Linked DNA regions of Mus musculus: region 2 is linked to region 1. The links are chromatin contacts, called in public Hi-C maps. All regions are on one chromosome and are shown on one strand. Each heading gives the region's core, a stretch centred on a gene start, on an enhancer-like site or on the middle of the called end of the contact. The rest is flanking DNA. Distances are from core to core; before and after follow the strand shown. Region 1 holds the start of 6720468P15Rik (RIKEN cDNA 6720468P15 gene). Region 2 has its middle 34 kb from the start of Gm32932.

The links. A called contact is a pair of places that touch in the nucleus more often than the background predicts.
Region 2: a Hi-C map of Sertoli cells shows a contact between it and region 1, with 1.7 times the contacts expected there. The contact joins the enhancer-like site here to the promoter of 6720468P15Rik in region 1. A contact is called at or near these places in 1 of 15 datasets of contacts at CTCF or cohesin (the NIH/3T3 cell line), 4 of 484 Hi-C or Micro-C datasets (the N1E-115 cell line, Sertoli cells, embryonic stem cells and 1 more) and 1 of 115 datasets of contacts at active chromatin or transcription factors (pancreatic cancer cells).

The regions. Positions count from the first base shown.
Region 1 is chr19:57,506,294-57,512,637 of GRCm38.p6, reverse strand. 6720468P15Rik (RIKEN cDNA 6720468P15 gene) reads right to left here and starts at 4,074. Exons shown (of 4, transcript NR_040306.1): 1 at 3,694-4,074; 2 at 3,403-3,490; 3 at 2,239-2,539; 4 at 1-782.
Region 2 is chr19:57,553,301-57,559,644 of GRCm38.p6, reverse strand. No RefSeq gene overlaps it. Among named protein-coding and RNA genes, the nearest start is that of Gm32932, 34 kb to the right of the region's middle. Within about 2 kb of position 4,129, at least 10 of the 459 cell types and tissues checked have an H3K27ac peak or open chromatin away from gene starts, as enhancers often do. A contact at or near this core is called in Sertoli cells, where this site is marked.

The DNA.
Region 1 (6,344 bases), core at 2,825-5,324:
AAACATAGCATCAGCTACTGCCTGCATTTTGTGAAGGAGTAAGGAAAGAGCCGGAGATCGGCCCAAGATAATTGGCTATGGAAAAATGTTACCTCCATGTGCCACTCCGAAAATGAATATAATGGAAATGAGGGCTTGAGGAAAAAAAATATAAGATCTGAGGAGATAAGGTGAAATGCCTTTCTGCAGAACTTCAGTGCTGAACCGAGGTCCCTTTGTCACGCATGGCTACAGATCGCGTGTGTGATTTGTGACACTTCATGCGGTGTGATTTGGGGGTTTCTCTGTATGAAAACTCAAGTGCAGCTGGTGACAAAAGTCTTATAATAAAAAGAGAAAACAGATTTATCTCGCAGGATTCCCAAGGGCATAGAAACCCATCCACACAGAGGCTCACATTCTGCTATCTATTAACTGTTACACACTTCGGAGACACAGTCAAAATTTCCAGACTCCTGTACAAAGTTTGGTAAGCAGTCCTCTCTGATATATTGATCCCTCACCTACAGGGCAACTGAAATCACCAGCAATTATTTCTTTATCCCATTGGTGGGGCCATTCAAGGCCTCACTCTGAAGCTCCGAGGCTGCAGGTCTGAAGGATGAAGTAAGTCTTAGTTTAGCTGAGCTCACATCTCGAGAGCCACTCAGGCCATGCTTTGCTTCCAGAACATTCCTCTTTCTGAGAGCGTGGACATGGTGGCCGGCACTCTGTTGTATCCCTTCTCTTTGGCATGAAAAGATTTCAAAGAACAGCTCTCCACTCGAACCAAAGGCTATGCCCTGCAGAGGGAAGAAAGGCAGATGAGCTGCAGCCAACATTATCAAAGAGCAGTAAAAGAGAGGAAGCCAGAAGCAGCCAGCCGGAGGAGCAGCCGTACTAAGGGTGCTGAGCACCACTCCGTCGCTATGGCCACAGCTACATCAGAATCTGCCTTAGCTACTTCTGCACCTCAGTGACCAACATGCCTCATGTGTGCTAACTAGGGAGGGAAAGGCTTTGTCTGGTCCTGTCATGCTGTTGGTGGCATCCTGAGGTTCATGTGGTAGAAGCATGCCACGGGCATGCTTTACCAGAAGGACTGGAAGCAGGAACCGAGTCAGAACCGAGGCCAGGCTCTACCTTCAAAGCTTGACCAACAGTCACCTGCTTCTCTGGCTCAGGCCGCATCTCCTAACTGGTCCACCACTCCAGGAAACAGCACAAGTTGGAGCCTGAGCCTGTGGAGAACATCCCAGATTCAAGTCCTGTCGCTTTCTAATTTTGTCGAATTCCTGCTATGGTTCTCACTTGCTTCCGCTCAGTTTTGGAGCTGCTGTCAATCCAGCAAGACACGACTCCTGAGTGATTCTGCAGATCAAATGAAGTAAGATGCCTAACTTCCTTCGTATTGAAAGTGGCCTTTACAGAGATCAAACAAGGAAGTCAGAACTCTGAATCATTCCCTGACCATTTTCTCAGTAAATTATGTGTACACACAGCGGTGAGACCGGGTCTTAAAAATCTCCTTGTGTGAGACAAACAATTGGGAGATAGGTTGGAAAGTACGACCCAACCAACGGCTGACGCGAGCTTCCACACCCTGTCAGGACACACACGTAAGCAAAGGCACACCAGAACAATCACCCGTACGTGGTGACCGGGGTGGAGCGTGATCAAGACACAGGAACCAGGAATGAATACATCAGCTAGGAGCAAGGGCTTCAGGGATAGCAAGGCAATGTGCCCTGCACTGAAGGGGTGATGTAGTAATTCAACTCACTGTGCTGAGGTTGAAAATAAAGAGATGATAATAACTTCTAGAGCTTCCACTCGCTCTCAGGTTGGGATACCTTACACACAGACCCCCTTCTAGCCCTTGCTCAGGTGGGGATGCTGGGATGCCCTGCACAGAGCACCCTACGTGGCCTCACTCCGCCTGGAAGCTCCTTCCTCTGGCTTTCTAGGTGACTTAACACACCAGGGCATAAGTGTATTAGTATATCGAAAGCAGCATGCTCTCTGCATGTAGTCACTATGGACTTCAGAGCTAAATTACAGGCATTCCAAGTATGTGACTCCATCTATAAAATTAGGGCAAAGTAGGAAACACACAAAGAAAAGGTGGTGATTTATCATCCCGTTATTCCTTTTAAGTGGAAGGTCACAATGCCTCTTTTGGCCCACGGGTTTAAGGCAAGATAAATGGAAAGCAGTTATTATCACGTCTCTTCAACACACATGGGTTCCCCTGCTCACCCCTCTGCAGGAGCTCTCTTGCCTCGCATCCCCATCTACACGGGCGGTGAGAGCACAAGTGACTGTGACCTGGGGTGGCGCAGACCCTTGTCACTTAGCTCCGTCTGTCTGTGCTGGCACAGAGAAAAGGAGGGACTGAAGAACACTGGTAACAGACTGCAGCTGGAACACTGTCTCTAGCTGAGCTGAGGACTTCCGCTGTTGACCGATACAGTCTCCTGCTTTTCCTCAGTCGGCTGGAAATGAGCCAGGCTTCGCAGAACCTTCTCCAAGGTCACCTTCAGTCCGAATGGCCTGTTCTCTGGAGAAAGCAATAACAGATTTAGGGGTTGAGGAGGGCTGTTCTGGTATCCATTATAGGATCAGAAATATGTTCCCCTGGCAGGCTTTCTGTTCCTAACATTACTTTTCTTCGTGGTTACGTACACACCAGCATTGTAACCCGGGTAAAGACATGACTGAATCAGCCCCAAAGGATTTCTGTTCTACCTCAGCCCACGATGCCTGCCACCCTCTGCTTGGATGAAGACTTCCTGCTCTTCACTGACGACGACGATGACCTGTGCAAAGTCTTTCTCCGCCTCTCCTTGGCTTTTTCTCTTGTGGCTCCTTTGTTCCTCTTTCTTCTCCTCCTCCTCCAGTCCCCGTGGTGTGTGTGTGTGTGTGTGTGTGTGTGTGTGTACATGTGTGCATGTGTAAAATCCAATGCTTGGCTTTTAGTTAAAATATCAAAAATTACTTCTATCATCAGAAATATTAAGGGAGTCAAACTTTGACAGTCGACAGACAAATATGTGTGACTTTGGATCAGAAGAAGTCTGAGAACCTTATCTTTGTAAGAGTGCTTAGGAGTTTAGCCCTGACCATTGCCTAGCTCCCTGATTCTGTTCTGGTGGGCTTGTCTTTTTCCACATAGGAACCCAAATCCCACAGATCTCACCCATTGTCACAAATTCACTTTTCACTTCCCTGTAAGCAACTCTAGTTGTTATCATCATCATCATCACCACCACCACCACCATCATCATCATCGCTAGTCATTTTACCCGGGATAAAGCACACAACAAATAGATTTTGCTCTCAGACGCCCACTATGGGTTTTTCTCCCAGGAGTTTCAGACTTGCCTGGAGACCAGTTTTTCACCAGCTAACCCTCAAACTCACCACTTGCAGTTGCATCCATTGTTTGTGGATTTCCATACCTGCCTCTGCCCAGACCTCACGTACCTCCAGCAGCACAGAGGGGAGAGTCCTGTGAGGAACAAAAGAAGCCTTTTGTGGCTCAGGCTGGATCTGTGGGATCAGGAAGATGACGGTATCCATATCCCAGGTCCTTTACCACGGGAACCAAATGTCAAAACTTAGTGTCAGCTCTCTGAGCAAGAAGGAAACGATGCACAAAGACCATAAAAAGCAAACAACCAGGAACGTGCTGAGGACTAACAGGCTGAACACCTTACTAACTCCCACTGCATGCGATGGAAGGAAGATGCCACGAGCAAGCTTTCACGGGAGCCAAGGCACAGTTGAAGGAGTGGGATGTCACAGGTGAGGGCCGATCCCCTACGGCCAGGCAGCCATTTCCAAGTCCTCTGAATCCTCTTGTCTGTCTTTAGTTTTCAAAAAATTAAAAGATAGAGCGTGCAGAAAAGATGGAGAAAGAACAATGTTTAAATTTCCTCCTCCGCCTAAAACATAGCGCATGCCCCCTTTGGACCGCACCCACCCATGATGGCGTCCACCCTCACATGGTGCCCACCCATGCATGAGAGCACCGTTTAGCCTCTCTCCCTGTATTACACAGCAGTGGTCAGAGAGCAGACCCTGCCCTCCTCTGTCTTGTAGGCTCCTTGCACACACGCCCACATTTCCTTCCATACATTAGGGCTTTGACAGTTGCTGGGCTAAATCAGATTCCTGAAAGACCTCAAAGGGACTTTCCAGAAAAAAGACATGTGAGGCAAGAAACGTAGCCTCGAAGATTTGAGAAGCTGCAGCTGTTTTCAAAGAGCATTGACTCAGGAAGAATTGGTGTTAACTTAAAATGAGAGAGTAGCTACATCCCAGAGCATCGGATGCCATCAGTAACATCAAAGCCTGGTTCAGAAACAGAGCCCTCGCTGTGCCCTAGCTCACACCATAGCTCACAACGTAGGCTCATGCCCCAGCTCACACTCCAGCCCACACACCAGTTCACACCCCAGCTCACACCCCAGCTCATACCCCAGCCCACACACCAGCTCACACACCAGCTCACACCCCAGCTCACACCCCAGCCCACACCCCAGCTCACACCCCAGCTCACACCCCAGCCCACACACCAGCTCACACCCCAACTCACACCCCAGCTTACACCCCAGCTCACACCCCAGCTCATAGCCCAGGCCACACACCAGCCCACACCCCAGCTCATACCCCGCCCATACCCCAGCTCACACTGCAGCTCACACCCCAGCTCACACCCCAGGCCACACACCAGCCCACACCCCAGCTCACACCCCAGCTCACACCCCAGCCCACACCCCAGCTCACACCCCAGCTCATAGCCCAGCTCACACCCCAGCTCATACCCCAGCCCACACACTAGCCCACACCCCAGCTCACACTGCAGCCCACACCCCAGCTCACACTGCAGCCCACACCCCAGCTCACATACCAGCCCACACCCCAGCTCACACCCCAGCCCACACCCCAGCTCACACCCCAGCTCACACCCTAGCTCATAGCCCAGGCCACACACCAGCCCACACCCCAGCTCACACTGCAGCTCACACACCAGCGCACACCCCAGCTCACACTGCAGCTCACACCCCAGCTCACACCCCAGCCCACACCCCAGCTCACACTGCAGCTCACACCCCAGCTCACACCCCAGCCCACACACCAGCTCACACCCCAGCCCACACCCCAGCTCACACCCCAGCTCACACCCCAGCCCACACACCAGCTCACACCCCAGCCCACACCCCAGCTCACACCCCAGCTCACACTGCAGCCCACACCCCAGTCCACGCTCCATCTCATACTGGCAGGCTCCTGGCTTCTGATTCCCTTGCAAGAGCTACCTTCTTTTGATTTGTTACACTACCTACCCAATAACAAAGTTGACCATTAGTGACTTCCTGTCTAGTATTCCTGCTCACACCCTTCGTCCAGTCTCCCTTGCTCTGTCTTGCGTCCTAACATGACTTTAACCTGCTGTGACCCTACATAAGTATTGTGCTGAGCCCAATATTAGAACCCATACTTGTCATTCCTTGGTTCAGTGCTCCATCGATAACGCACTAGAATTCTCAGAGGGATTTGCTATCAGATAAGGTTAACTGGCCTTGGTGATGGTGGTTGTCCTGGGTGGTCTTCATTGTACCTGTTTAGGGTGACGAACGACTTTAATTGTTTTAGTGTTCCCTCTGTGCTCTCACGGGACCCAGGTTTAGAAGACAAGTTAGCATTATCTTTTTAATTCCCACCCTGGCTCCCATCACAAGCCAGGCAACTGTATATAGACGGTCTTTTCATTTGTGTTGTGCTGTCAAAGGGATTAAATAAGCGCCGTTGATTGTCACAGAAAGCACACACAAGAGCACAAACAAGACTTCCATCTCTGGCCTGCTTTCTGAACAGAGCTCTAACTAAAATAAACACATTAGCCCAGATGTCACCGGTCAAGTGTACTGAAGTGACACACAGCTGTTTTTCTATGAGGGGAGAGTAAAATATCAAAATAAACAAACAAGAATTAAGACTTAGATTACACAACAAAATATTCAACATTTAAAATCTAGGATTACTGATGGAATTTGAGAGTGCAAACCAGCTTAAATTCTCAAAAGCAGCAACAAACATCCAGCCTGACATTTTTATTACAAATTAGAATGCTCCTTGTCTCTAAGTCTGTGCCAATCCTCAAAGAAAAAGTTACAACGTTAGAATAATGTGCAGCTATAACTATATTTTTAGCTCAGCAATTTCTGCCCAATTTCCAGCACTAGGGTTTCATTAGAATCAAACATTTCCTGGATGGTTTAAAAAGAGGATAGAAATCTGGCCCTTTTTTCTGGAGTTCGTGTGAATACAGCTTAATTTATTTCTCAAGAATAATGAGA
Region 2 (6,344 bases), core at 2,880-5,379, 47 kb before region 1:
GGTAATGATGGTGATGGTGGTGGTGGTGATGGTGGTGGTGGTAATGATGGTGATGGTGATGATAAATTTAACTGACTTACAGTTTTAAAAATATTGTAATTCAGCCCCAACCTATAGAATGCAAATATATTCCAGGTATATAATGCTCCATATTGTTAATAAAAGTTACAGTTGCTATAACCCAAAGGTAATACAGTGTGGATGTAAAAATTCAACGATATAAAGTAAAGATACCAGAAAGGCAGTGCCAACAAGGGTGCCCTGATCCGTCAATATCAGAGAAAGGGTGTGAGACCCACGTTATCTGCAGAGGGTGTTTGCTTTTATCACGCTGCCTTTGTTTTCCTGCCTATAAATTTTCTTAGCAGGAGTCCTCCCTTGCTGCCTCCTCCGGACCAGGCCTCTCAGTCAATCACCGGGCCTCTCTTTCTCACTCACTTCAAGGCCAGGAGGAAGCCTTTTCAAACACAATGCAACAGCCTGTTTCTTTTGAAGCAAATAAAATGGGACCATCATCTTCAATATGTTTTTTTTTTCTTTTTAATTTTGTTTGAAAAGTGACAGGAAAAGAATGTATCTAAAGAGACGAGCCTGGGAACATTTTCCTCAGCAGACCGAGCAGCACTACATTAACAATGCACTCCCTGATGGGGAAGCAGCGAGTCCTTTTGTTTACTAAAATACCTCAATCAATTTTTCTTTTAATGACTTTCATCCCCACTGCCTATGGGTGCTGCTGAAGGACGTGTTCGCCCTGAATCTTATCTTTCCTCCTGTTCTTTATTGTTCAGGACAAGCCCACGCCGCAGTCATGTGATATTCCTTGTTAGCTGTAACTGAAGCTTAACGGATATAATTAATGGATTATTCCAAGGCTCTCTTTGGTTCCACGGTTCCTTTTCTTCTTAAAGAGATGAATTCTAATAAGGGCCTTATCAGATTCTAAGTACAGTGGAGGCATCGTAGAGGACTGAACCCCCTCGTGACTTAGCACGAGGCTTATTGTGGTAATGAAGTAAATGCCTTTCTACGGGGAGAGCGCTGGATTTTAGACCGTCCCCCTCCGACACATTGCCGGAGATGAGAAATCTGGTCCCGACATCTTACCAAGCCCTTTATGCACTGTGTATGATCGGCAAGTGATGTACCCTCTGGCTTGTGCCATCTGCAAAATGACCTCATCATGCAGCCGCCTAGCTGGATGATCGCAGTCAGCCACGCTATCCCAAAGCTCTACCCCTCCGTGCTACATCGTGTTCCTTGAATTTGTTCCTGAAGGGTTAAGAAGAATACCAGGGCCGTGGCTATACCTTAGAGTTCTTGCCTAGCTTGCGTGAGGCCCTGAGTTCAGTCCTCACTGTGCAAACAGAACATGGTAGTACATGCCTGGAATCTTAACACATGGAAGGCACAGAAGACATGAGGGGGTCCAGGGCTACTCCCAGCTACATTGCCAATTTGAGGCTAGCCCGGATTACATGAGAATCTGCTTCAAAAAAGAAAGAAAGAAAAAGAAAAAAAAGGACATGTGGCTAAATTTTGAGATAATTTTCAAAATTTAAATTTCAAAATAAAATTAATTTTATTTTGTTACTGTTTTCTAGAGTTTCTGTTATTGGTGCAAATTACTATTAGAATAAGAGAAAATGTTACTTTTAAAGAGGACAACAAAAACCTAAAATTAAGATTAACTAAAAATACATTTGGGATTATACATAGCCTAAATCTTCACACATTTATCTTGTTTTTAAAAATTGGTACGTAGCACTTATCATGATGATAAAACCTAGTCAGAAGGCCAGGGTATAACGCTGCACTGGGCGTCAATAGCATTTGTGGAACATTTACATCTAGAAAGAACATATATGCAAAAAGTAATTTTAAAGACAAATCATATGCTATCCAACTTCATGTAAGTTAGTGGTTCTCAGCCTTCCTAAAGCTGCGACCCTTTAACACAGTCCCTCATGTTGTGGCGACCCCAAACCATAAGATTATTTTTGTTGCTACTTCATGACTGTAATTTTGCTACTGTTACCAATCATAATATAAATATCTGTCTTTTCCAATGGTCTTAGAAGACCCCTGTGAAAGGGTCATTTGACCCTCCCCCCCCCAAGGGGTCATGACCCACAGGTTCAGAACTAATAACATAAGTTGACAATTTCAAAGGGGAGCAAACTGTGATCAGAAAACCTCAGTTTTACTCCATTTTGTTCCCCCAACATTATTGGGCCCGAGGCCTTAGAGTGAAGGTGGCTGAGATTAAGGCGGAAGGGGAAGACAGGAGGGTACTTAGACAAGAGTAGTGAGAATAGATGTGCCACAGTATGAGAGCTGGTGTTTAGAAACATTCTAACTCTTTCTAAATGAGTTCAGAGTTTGGGTTTTTGCTAAGGAACTTCCATGTGGGGGCAGCCTGAGACGTTAAGCAAATTATTTAACTGTTCTTTGGATATTCTGAGTTGACAACTAAAGAATTTGAGATTTCAATTTTATATTTGCATTTTGGATGTTCTTGAGTCATGGTCTCAAGTTGCCCAGGCTGGCCTTAAACTCTGTTCTTCTTTTTCTTCCTGCTGCTGAGATAAAATACCCTTACGTGCTGGTTATTTTTATGCTAACCTGACATAAGCTATAGTCATCTGAAAGGAGGGAACCTCAATTGAGAAATTGCCTCAATCTGATTGGCAAGCCTGTAGGGCATTTTCTTAATTAGTGATTTAAGAGGGCCCAGCCCATGGTGGGTGGTACCACCCCTGGGCTGGTGGTCCTGAGTTCTATAAGAAAGCAGATTGAGCAAGCCACAAGGAACAAGACAGTAAGCAGCACCCTCCATGGCCTCTGCATCAACTCCTGCCTCCAAGTTCCTGCCCTGCTTGAGTTTCTGCCCTCACTGCTTTCTATGATGAAGTACAATATGGAATTTTGAGCGAAATAAACCCTTTCTTCCTCAAGTTGTTTCTGGTCATGGTGTTTTACCAAAGCAATAGGGACCCAATTAAGACAGAAACTGGTACCAGGAGTGGGGTATTGCTGTGACAGACCTGACAGTGTTGTTTTGAGGCTTGTAGAGGACTTTGAATCTCTGGATTAGTAAGCCATTGAGTGTTCAAAGCTTGGTGAGTGTTCTGTGGGAGTTTGGTGATAAGAGTGTTAGGAGACATGGAGTTGTATAGGCCTGGCATGGCAAGCTCCAAGGGAAGTTTGAGAGTCATTTAATGACTATTGGAGTCATTGCATATTTTGAATTAAAAATCTGTGATTCTGATTAGCTGGGGCTGAAGAATCAGCTGTTATTAATAAGATAGATCAGAAAAATGATGCTTTTGCTTTGCAGGGACAATGAGGACCCATTAGTTAATGGTATATCTGTGTGTGTATATGTGTATAAGACATACATACATGTTCATATGGGTGTGCAAACATGTGTGAGCAGGTAATATGTACCCTAGACCAGGGGTTGGGTATCTTCCACCATCACCCTCTGTTGACTTTTTTGAAACAGGATTTTTTTCACTGAACCTAGAGGTCACTGATTCTACAAGTCTGGTTGGCCAGTGAGCTCCACAGATTCAATCTAACTTCCTCAGTCCCAGGGTTAGGGCTGCAGGCACATGCTGCTGCATCTAGCATTTGCATGGGTGCTTGGGATTTGAACCCAGATCTACATACTTTAATTAATTTGTGGAGTCTCCCTGATCATTCACTACTATTGACGCTCTATGCAATTAAGTCATGTCTTACACTTCTATTCCCATATCTCCACATCTATTAAACTATCCAGGTACCCAATTTGCAGATAGGAAACTGAACATTTAACCTAAGTATACACAATAAAGCAAATTTGACTCAGAACTTCCCCTTACAGATAATTTCTCCTCAGATATTACTGACTAAATGCGGTTATAACAAAAAGCAAATATAAAGGCCTGTTAAATTAGGGTCTTTAGAAAATATATATGTAATTAACTGGCTGGAGCTTTCTTTCTAATTTAGAGACACGCAGAAAGTTCATACTTTTTTTTAAGTCCAAGATTTTTCCAGTTTCTGTAAATCTCACACATTAACCTTGAAGCCACGAGCTTTTCTGAAATTCTTCAAATTCTTTAAATAGATCTGGGGGCTGGGCAGGGCTGACTTTTACAAGCCTCATGGTTTCAGCAGATAAAACCCACTCTCCTTTGTTTAAGGCGTCATCACTGGACAAATTCAAAGGGGAGAGCATGCAGTCGTTTGACAATCCACTCAGGACCAACACAAGTCTTACGTATGAGAAGCCATCTCCTTGTTATTTATTAAAACATGTTTGAAATTAATGTTTTAATCTATTCACTATTTAATTAAAATATTTTTTATGGAGCTCCTGGTATGTGAAAGGCAAAACATTATTATAAAACATGCCCCAAGCTTTCATGTGAATTTATTCCTTTCTTTTGACATTAATATGATTCAGCCCTTTAAAAATTCTCTGCAGACTGCTGGGGGCTAGAAGAAGGTTGGTGCTGAAAGGGCAGCCACTGACCATGGTGGAGACAGCCAGAGAAAGTGGAGCAAGCTTTGGCACTACTGACATTTCCAGCCAGACGATTCTTTGTTGTAGGGATTCATCCTGTGCTTTGAGAGGTATCTAACAGCTTTCCTGGATCCCACCCACTGAGAGCCAGCAGCGCCCTATCTTTCCCTTCCCCAAGTTGTAACATAGCTAATGGGAATCAAGTTCACCTCTGATTAAGACCAGATGAGCTACAACGATTCTCAGGTAATGTACCAATCTCCACTCCAAGTATATTCTTGGGCCAGTGATATGGCTCAGTAGGGAAAGGCACTTGCTGCCACCTGACAACCTGAGTTCAATTCCTGGAATCACACGTGGAAGGTAAAAACCAACGCTTCAGCCCTCCACCTGCACAGTGTGGGATCTGAGTAGCACACACACACACACCCATAGGCACACACACACATACACATGACAAACACACACACACATATACCACAAAAAATAAAAGCAGTGTTTTTTACAATGTATGTCTTTTGCTTCCTATAGATGATAATAAACCCATATAATCTGTATAAGGAGGCTTCACAAAGAACAGATTTTCATTCCCATTTCCCCCTCCAGAAATAATGGTTTCAGGTGATCTCTTCATGAAAGAGAGTGAAGACGTAGCCATTGGCCTACAGTTAGAAGTTACCTTTCCTAAACACAAGTCATCTATTGCCATCTAGCCTTCCTGTCTGGCAGTCCCTCATGCCTTGGCTGCTTCACCGGCATGACAATGTTGAGATGATGTTGGTGCCTAGTCCTAGAGGCCAGAACAGCCTCCGGGTTTGGTGAGGTCTCTCTTCCTGTTTTCAGCTTGCCAGCTTCCCATTGCAGACAGAGCAGCCGCTGGCCCCTTTAGAAGGTTCAATACCGTTCTGAAGGTCTCCGTCCTCATGACCTCCTAAAGGCTCCAGCTCCTAACACAATCTCACTGAAGTCAATATTAGGATATTTCTGTAGGGAGATAGGCCAGAAATATTTATTTCATAGTATTTTTCATGACTAATACAAAGAAACCACCACATAGTGCCACCAGGAACTAGAGAGTCCAGAAGTGCATATGTTCTGTAATTAGCAGAGCTGTGAGAAGGAGTCTCCAGCCCTCACACTGCAGTATATAAAGTACCTAGAAATCAGATTACATTGCAGATCTCTAGGCCCCACCAGGAAAGAGTTTGACTTAGGAGATCTGGGGGAGGCATCCGTTTTGCCTTCTTAAGATATATCCAAATGACCCACACGCAGGCAGTTTAGAACTCTTTGAAAGTATCAACCTGGGTCTGAGGATGTAGCTTAGTCATTGTATGAGGCTCTGAGTTGAATTTCCAGCACGGGGGTAGGGGGTGGGGGGTGGGGTGGGGTAGGGGAGGGTGGTGCGGCAAAACAAAATAAAAAACATCCCCCCTTAAAAATAAAAAAATAGCTAATAGGTCTTGGCTTTTAACCCAGTTGGAGCCATTGCAAGGTCACAAAAGGGAATTAAGAAGTTACCTGGGCACAGTCAGCCTTAGTCATGCCATAGTGAGTCTCTGAAAGGACAATGTCCACTTAAGCGCAAAGAGTGAGCACAGCCTGTGCCTTCCTTAAGCCTGCATCTTCACTCTGGAAATAAGTACTTAGTATCTTGTCACTAAACGTTCAAAATATTTAACTAGCTCCTTCTGTATTCCTTTGGGGAAAATACCCTAGGGCAAGTCTCCTCAGAATAAATTAATAAATTGATATTCTGATGGTATATATAGATGACGGTGATTCTGGGTGACACGGATCCTCCCCAGAAATACAGCTCTATTCTTAA